Linked DNA regions of Mus musculus: region 1 is linked to region 2. Evidence: chromatin contacts called from public Hi-C data. All regions are on one chromosome and are shown on one strand. The core of a region is the stretch at or near the end of the contact, and the rest is flanking DNA. Distances in the headings are between cores, read along the strand shown. Region 1 holds the start of Il13 (interleukin 13). Region 2 overlaps Kif3a (kinesin family member 3A).

Region 1 (3,093 bases), core at 400-2,899, 44 kb before region 2:
CGGGCGTCCTCTTATCGACCCCATCTCCCGTTACATAAGGCCGCGCCTCTATCTCCGCGGGCCATCGCCGCGCCAGTGCGCCTTCTCCCACGCGCGGGGGGGGTGGGGCGCCTACCTGCTGCTGCCCGCATGCCTTCTGCTTGTCTTGAGGGGCAGGGGCCGTTGACTCACCCATGCAGCGCCCAAGGTGTTTCCCCAAGCCTTTCCCCACCCCAGGAGACCTCCAAGGGATCTGCCACCTTGCCCTGTCCTCCAGATTGAGAAACTGAGGCCCCACAGGGGTCATTTGGCTAGGCAAGGCACTTCAAATCCCGGGAGGGCACAAGGGACGGAGGCAGATTTCCAGTTCCCAGATCTGTAGAAGGTCGGGGGGCACCTCCACTGTGGACAGAAAGCTGTCATGTTTTCCCCAGTGGGAAGGGAGCTGGGCAGGACTAGGCCCTGCAGGAGTGAGGGCGTCAGGAAATTTGTGAGAAGATGGAATCTGGCTGAGGAGAAGAAACGGGTGGGGAAAGAGTCTGAGAAAGAAGAGGGGCCATGGAGGGGCCTCTGCTGGCCTGAGGGAGGAAGTGGGTGAGGGTGCATCTTGACATCACTACCCAATAGGCAAATGCTGCGGCCTCTGCAGGGGGTGGGTGGCTCAGTATGAGGAAAGAGTAGGGAAAAGGCTATGTGCGGGTGTCCCTGCAGCAGAGATGCTGCAGCTCCAATCATTTTCAACATTCTGGGAAATTTGAGGCCCTTGCAGGATCAGCGCAGCTTCTGCGGAGACGTGGAGGTTGGGGTAGGGGTGGGGGCTGGGGGAGTGTGATGGCCACAGTCTCGGCCTTATCAACAGCATTAATGCTCTTTGGCCTGGGCTGGAGTTTGGGCAGCCTGCTGCTGGCCCAACCCAGATATAGTGTCCCAACAGAAGGGTCAAGAGAAGACACTGGTGGGCCGGGTGTTCAAGCTGCCCACTGGCAGAATTAGCATCAGAAGAGATTTACTCCTTAAAGGTCAGGGGAATACCTGAGCCAGCTGCATTTCAGCGAACCTTTGGGCAGTACAAACGTCTATATCCCTCCCACTCGTGCAGCTGAGGAACAATAGTGTGGTTGGAAGTGGCTTCTTAGTCTCTCTGTCCTGTTTAAATTTTGTATCCAAACCATGCATTGCTTTGGTGATTTATCAGATACGTTTGTTGAAATTAAGAAGAAAAAAAGAAAAGAAAGAAAGAAGAAAGGAAGGAAGGGAGGAAGGAAGAAAGAAAGAAAGGAGAAAACTTCCCCAATTCTCACAGCTAATAGACTGATACTCACCTGCCCAAAGGGTGACAAGTACTTAGTGATCAAGGGGTCAGCATTGGGCTGGCTGCTCAGGAGCTTGGGGCGGTCAGCGGGTGGAATTACTGGGGCGGAAGTTAGCTTTGCTGATGCCCACCGTGGAAATAAACCACCCAGAACCTGGAAACCCTGTCCCAGACCCTTCTCAATAAATCCACTAAATCAGACTCTTTCCTTTAGCGGCCACTGGATTTTCCAAAAAAGAAAAAAAAAAATTCAAGATGAGTAAAGATGTGGTTTTCAGATAATGCCCAACAAAGCAGAGACCAGGGGTGAGGCGTCATCACTTTGGTTTATAAAAGCTGCTTCAACAGGCTAAGGCCACAAGCCAGCAGCCTAGGCCAGCCCACAGTTCTACAGCTCCCTGGTTCTCTCACTGGCTCTGGGCTTCATGGCGCTCTGGGTGACTGCAGTCCTGGCTCTTGCTTGCCTTGGTGGTCTCGCCGCCCCAGGGCCGGTGCCAAGATCTGTGTCTCTCCCTCTGACCCTTAAGGAGCTTATTGAGGAGCTGAGCAACATCACACAAGACCAGGTGAGTAGCACACACAGCCCCTTCCCGGAAGAGGTCATGAGCAGGCTGGGTCTGGGCCTGTGTGAGTGACAGACGAAGCCCCCTGGTCACCGGGCTCAAAAATGAGGAAGAAGAGCAGCTAACTTGGGGGGGGGGAGGGTGCAACAGTGTATGGACAGTAAAGGGTTCCCCCAAAGAAAAGACCTTTACAACAGGACAGGTTTAATCTAAGAAAACCCGTGGAGAAGAAACCTCTGGATGGGGAAACCAGACAGCTCTCCAACTGCTCATAGCCTAGGGATAGTTATGGGGACAGGGAAGAGTTGAGATGTTGGTCCAAAGCTTGCTATCAGTATTCAAAGAAGCAAGCAAGAGGGCCAGCTGATCCTTATCTGATCTGATAATGACTGGCTAGTCGTTATCAGGGACGTGTAGGAGTGGCGACCACTGTTTATCCAAAATGGAGGATTTTCTCAAAATGGCGTGGCCATGGCTAACAGATGGACCTTGCAGGGGTTGGCAGAGTCACCCGAGGCCTGGCCCCACTTCTACTAGCTCGGGACTCTTCCACAGAGGAAAACCGGGACGAGCCAGCAGCTTCCTAGAACCATTTGGCATCTGCCAGCTGGGTTTCCCATGTCATGTCCATCTGGATTTCTTAACCCATGTCCCTGTCAGGGTTTCAGTCAGTGGGACAGGACGCAGTGACGCCAACTCCTCTCTCTACTGGAAAATCAGCTCATAGCATCTGACCACTGATTACTGCCAAGCCTGGCACTGGATGCTGTCTTATCTTTATTGACACCCCCAGAGGCTGGCATGGTGGTTTCCTTTTGTGAGGTCCAGGGAGGCTAATGTCAGACTCAAGCCTTTTAAGAATCTCACCTGAGGCCTCGTGTGTGTGTCCCTAACATGGTGTCTCATTCAGAGAAGAGAAGTGGTCCACTAGGCTCCCACTGCCTCCCACTTGACTTGACTAGGTCAACAGCAGCCTCCCCCACCCCTCCTTTATAAAACCTCACTCTGGCCTTCTCTGTAGACCCCCGTCCTCCTGCCCAGACAGTGGCAAGCTTCAGATAAGGCATTTCCCCTGCCAACAGCCACTCAGTTTCCCTCTTTCAGCTCCAAGACTCTATTTCCTGCCCTAGCTCCTTATGCAGACTAGACAGCGAAGCATAGGGTGTTGAGGGGTTGTCAAGCCAGGCTCTATGCTACCCGAGGGATGCTTGTGGGCCTGGCCTGGCTGGGGTAGGCCTG
Region 2 (3,079 bases), core at 546-3,045:
AAAGGCAGGACCATGCATAGGCTTTTTCAACTCTTACGACAAAATCACATTAGGAATTCAAGAGTTGAGCGGCATCGTTCCTTCTTCAGAACCAAAGACTAAAGCAAAATCTAAGCACAAACCAACGAGGAGCTCAGAGCTGGGACCCAGGGGCTGGGGTGGTGTGATTCACTGCACTCTGGGCCCGAGGCGGCCTGGGCCTAACGGCACAGCCATCTGCTTTGAACCTTCAGAATTATGCTGTACAGAATAGTCTTCACAAACAATTGAATTCTTACTCCCAATGAACTCCATGAAAAGACTTTCTATCAGCAATAATTTATTAAAAATTTGAGAAGAAAAGTCTAAGCTCAGGTTTACAGGAAGTACATACGCCTTAGATCATGTAACTTCCACCTCAGGGTTACAAACATTTAGAGAAAAATGGTAAATACGTTAAAACAAAAACAGCGTGTGTGGAAGGCCTGGGTACTAAGATCAGAGATGAGGTGTGCAGGTCAATATGGGAATGTAATTTTGGACTCATAGTGTTTTGTCTTGCTAATAGTTATAAACAGCTCCAAAAAACCCATTAGGAGGCAGTAATACAAAACAGGGCTGCATAGGAAGATGTATAAATGCTGTCTGTTGCTGAGGTGATTGTCTTACACAGTGATCCCTCCAAATCCGTGCTTTAGATGCAAGCGCCTCACCGTGCTCAAGAGGGTTTCATGAAGACACTGAGCACACAGCTAGGGTCAGTTCAAAGGTCCACACATTCAAGTCCCATGTGGCTCTAGCCAGAATCACTGTGACAAGTCACATTATTTTTTTCAAGTAATACTTTAAGCTAAATGTGACTGTGTAAAAATTTGGTGACCAAGAGTAACTTTTACATAGATCTTTAAGGAATAAATTTGTATCCCGTGCTCCCCTAGATATAAGCCTTAGCTTCCAGTAGCCTGCTCTCCACTGGGGGATGCTGTGAGGAGCCTGAAGCAATCTGCCTTCTGTGCCCTCAATGGGTACTTGGACCGCTCCAATGGCATAAGAGTCTACATATGCTTCTGAAGAGATTTTTTTTTTAAAGGAGATGGGGGCGTAGCTCAGTGCTTGGCCACCATGTGCAAAGCCCTGGGCTCATTCCCGGGACCACACGCAGTTTCACCAACCAAATCAATTAAAAAACAAAACAAAACATCGACCACAAAACCTCCAGAAGGTTTGGAAAAACCCAACCTCAGAAACTTTTCTAGTTTTCACTGATAAAATTTAGCACAAAAAGTTTAAGTAAATAAATCTAAAAAGGCATGTTGTGAGTATAAAAAGTATTTAGCTAAGTCAAAGAGAAGTAGTGAGCCTTCCAGTGCCCTGTCTGCCAGGGGCCACCGAAGTGAAGGTGACCTGATGGGGTGGGCATGGGTAGAGCTGCAGGAAGTGACAACCCGACTAATGTCACATGTGTCACAAGAACCCATGGTGTAGGCAATAAAAACTGACTCTTGGCCTTCAAAAGAGGAGGAAAATGCTGTCAAATCAGGTACAAGTACATTTTCAAAAACTGACTTAATAGGTCTTTAAGGATTTAGGGGAGAAGGCTTTTAAAATAGCTAAAATGGAATTGTTTTAAAAAGACAGATACTTACCTTGTAAAAATTATTAAAATAAAAAAGTCAAGTACTTAAATAAAAGGTCTTGAGAAAATGAGTGAGCGCACCAGGTGAAGTGCCAGCCAATCACACCAACCTGCTTGGTCTTGCAAAGCAGCGGTAAGGTAAGCGAGCCGCAGACAGGAAGCGTGTGCACAGAGATGGGGAGGGAAGAGAGGAAAACATTATTTCCTTTGTAAAACAGAGAAAACGTGTAACAGCACTCATTTAGCACGAGCACAGACATGAATCAAATAATCAAAACTGAAACAGAGCCGACAGAAAAAAGAAAGCATGTTCGTTCGGTAAGACAAGCACGAATGCTAGCCTCAGTTCACCCTGTGGTTCCCGCGCAATCTCAGGTGCCCACAGCGCCCCCTGCAGGTGGTACCGCTCAGAGCATGTGCTTATGCTGATGGGTGACAGACATGGAATTGGGAACCTGCTAAGACCTGGAAAATAGCTAGAAGGGCAAACGAAGTCAATTTTTAAAATTAGTAAATTAAAAGTAGCAAAGCTCTCATTGTCCATTTCCAAAATTTCCCAATTCAATGTTTTTTCTTCCTATATAAAAACCCATTACAGGTGTCCCCCATTTAAAGAAAATCTACCAGGTAGACCTGAAGCAACAAAATAGATAAACTAATTTACAGTAGTTTATACTGATCATGTGACTAACAAAAGGATTAATGAATTTTAAAGGCATTCAGTTCATAATATTTTATTTTCCAACTTGATTTGTAAGCAGCTCTAGTTACATAAAATGAAGTGCACCTGTATAGTAGCAAACTCCCATTCCGCCTATGGTGGATTGTTCTGGGTACTTAACGACTAGAGAAGAAAATGACAACTGATGATTCAAGCAAGGGACACTGAGCGGCCATTTGCATTTTTTAATGGGAGGGGGCATACACACAGTTAACACAGCACCCACATGCTCTCCACTCCCCAACACATCCATGTTACAACAACAGAAAGTAAGTGTTCACTATGCAAACAGCAATTAAAGCTTCTTGAATTGGAAAGAAAGGTCTTGAATTGAATAAGGTACAACTCATTTCACAACCCACTTTCATGTAGCTACTCTCTAAGAATGTAAGTTTTAGAACAGAAAACTGGAGAACAATGCTGCTGCCTGCTCAGGTACTTCTCTCACTTCACAGTTTATACACAAAACTGTGCTTCTATGTGATGTCTGAACAATGCCGTGCATTTTATAAGTTATCCGGGGAGGTCAGCTCTTCTGGTAACTTGCTTCTACAGTGTCACAGACACAGTGTCTTGAGATTCTTGAACTATTCCCTAGTACAGCTGAAAGCAACGGTCTCTGCCATTAGTCTGGAGCAGGTAAGGATACAGATAATGCTTTAAGAGACAGCAAGCTGCGAGCGAGCTGGGGAAGCAAGCATGGCTTCCATTTTCTTCTGAAAGTAGAAATAGACAAAGGTACA

Evidence for each region. A called contact is a pair of places that touch in the nucleus more often than the background predicts.
Region 1: a Hi-C map of centroblasts shows a contact between it and region 2, with 1.6 times the contacts expected there. The contact joins the promoter of Il13 here to the enhancer-like site in region 2. A contact is called at or near these places in 13 of 39 promoter capture datasets (the 3T3-L1 cell line, 3T3-L1-derived adipocytes, the C10 cell line and 8 more), 5 of 15 datasets of contacts at CTCF or cohesin (CD8 T cells, the G1E-ER4 cell line, embryonic stem cells and 1 more), 91 of 484 Hi-C or Micro-C datasets (8-cell embryo, B cells, the Ba/F3 cell line and 54 more), 10 of 115 datasets of contacts at active chromatin or transcription factors (the 230-238 cell line, the HPC-7 cell line, the SCID.adh cell line and 7 more) and 5 of 9 other capture datasets (adipose tissue, embryonic stem cells, liver and 2 more).

Annotation. Positions count from the first base shown.
Region 1 is chr11:53,633,258-53,636,350 of GRCm38.p6, reverse strand. Il13 (interleukin 13) reads left to right here and starts at 1,649. Exons shown (of 4, transcript NM_008355.3): 1 at 1,649-1,857. The coding sequence starts at 1,717.
Region 2 is chr11:53,589,372-53,592,450 of GRCm38.p6, reverse strand. Kif3a (kinesin family member 3A) reads right to left here. Exons shown (of 18, transcript NM_008443.4): 10 at 1,726-1,734. Among named protein-coding and RNA genes, the nearest start is that of Kif3a, 24 kb to the right of the region's middle. Within about 2 kb of position 1,795, at least 29 of the 459 cell types and tissues checked have an H3K27ac peak or open chromatin away from gene starts, as enhancers often do. A contact at or near this core is called in CD8 T cells, DN2 thymocytes, the G1E-ER4 cell line and 8 more, where this site is marked.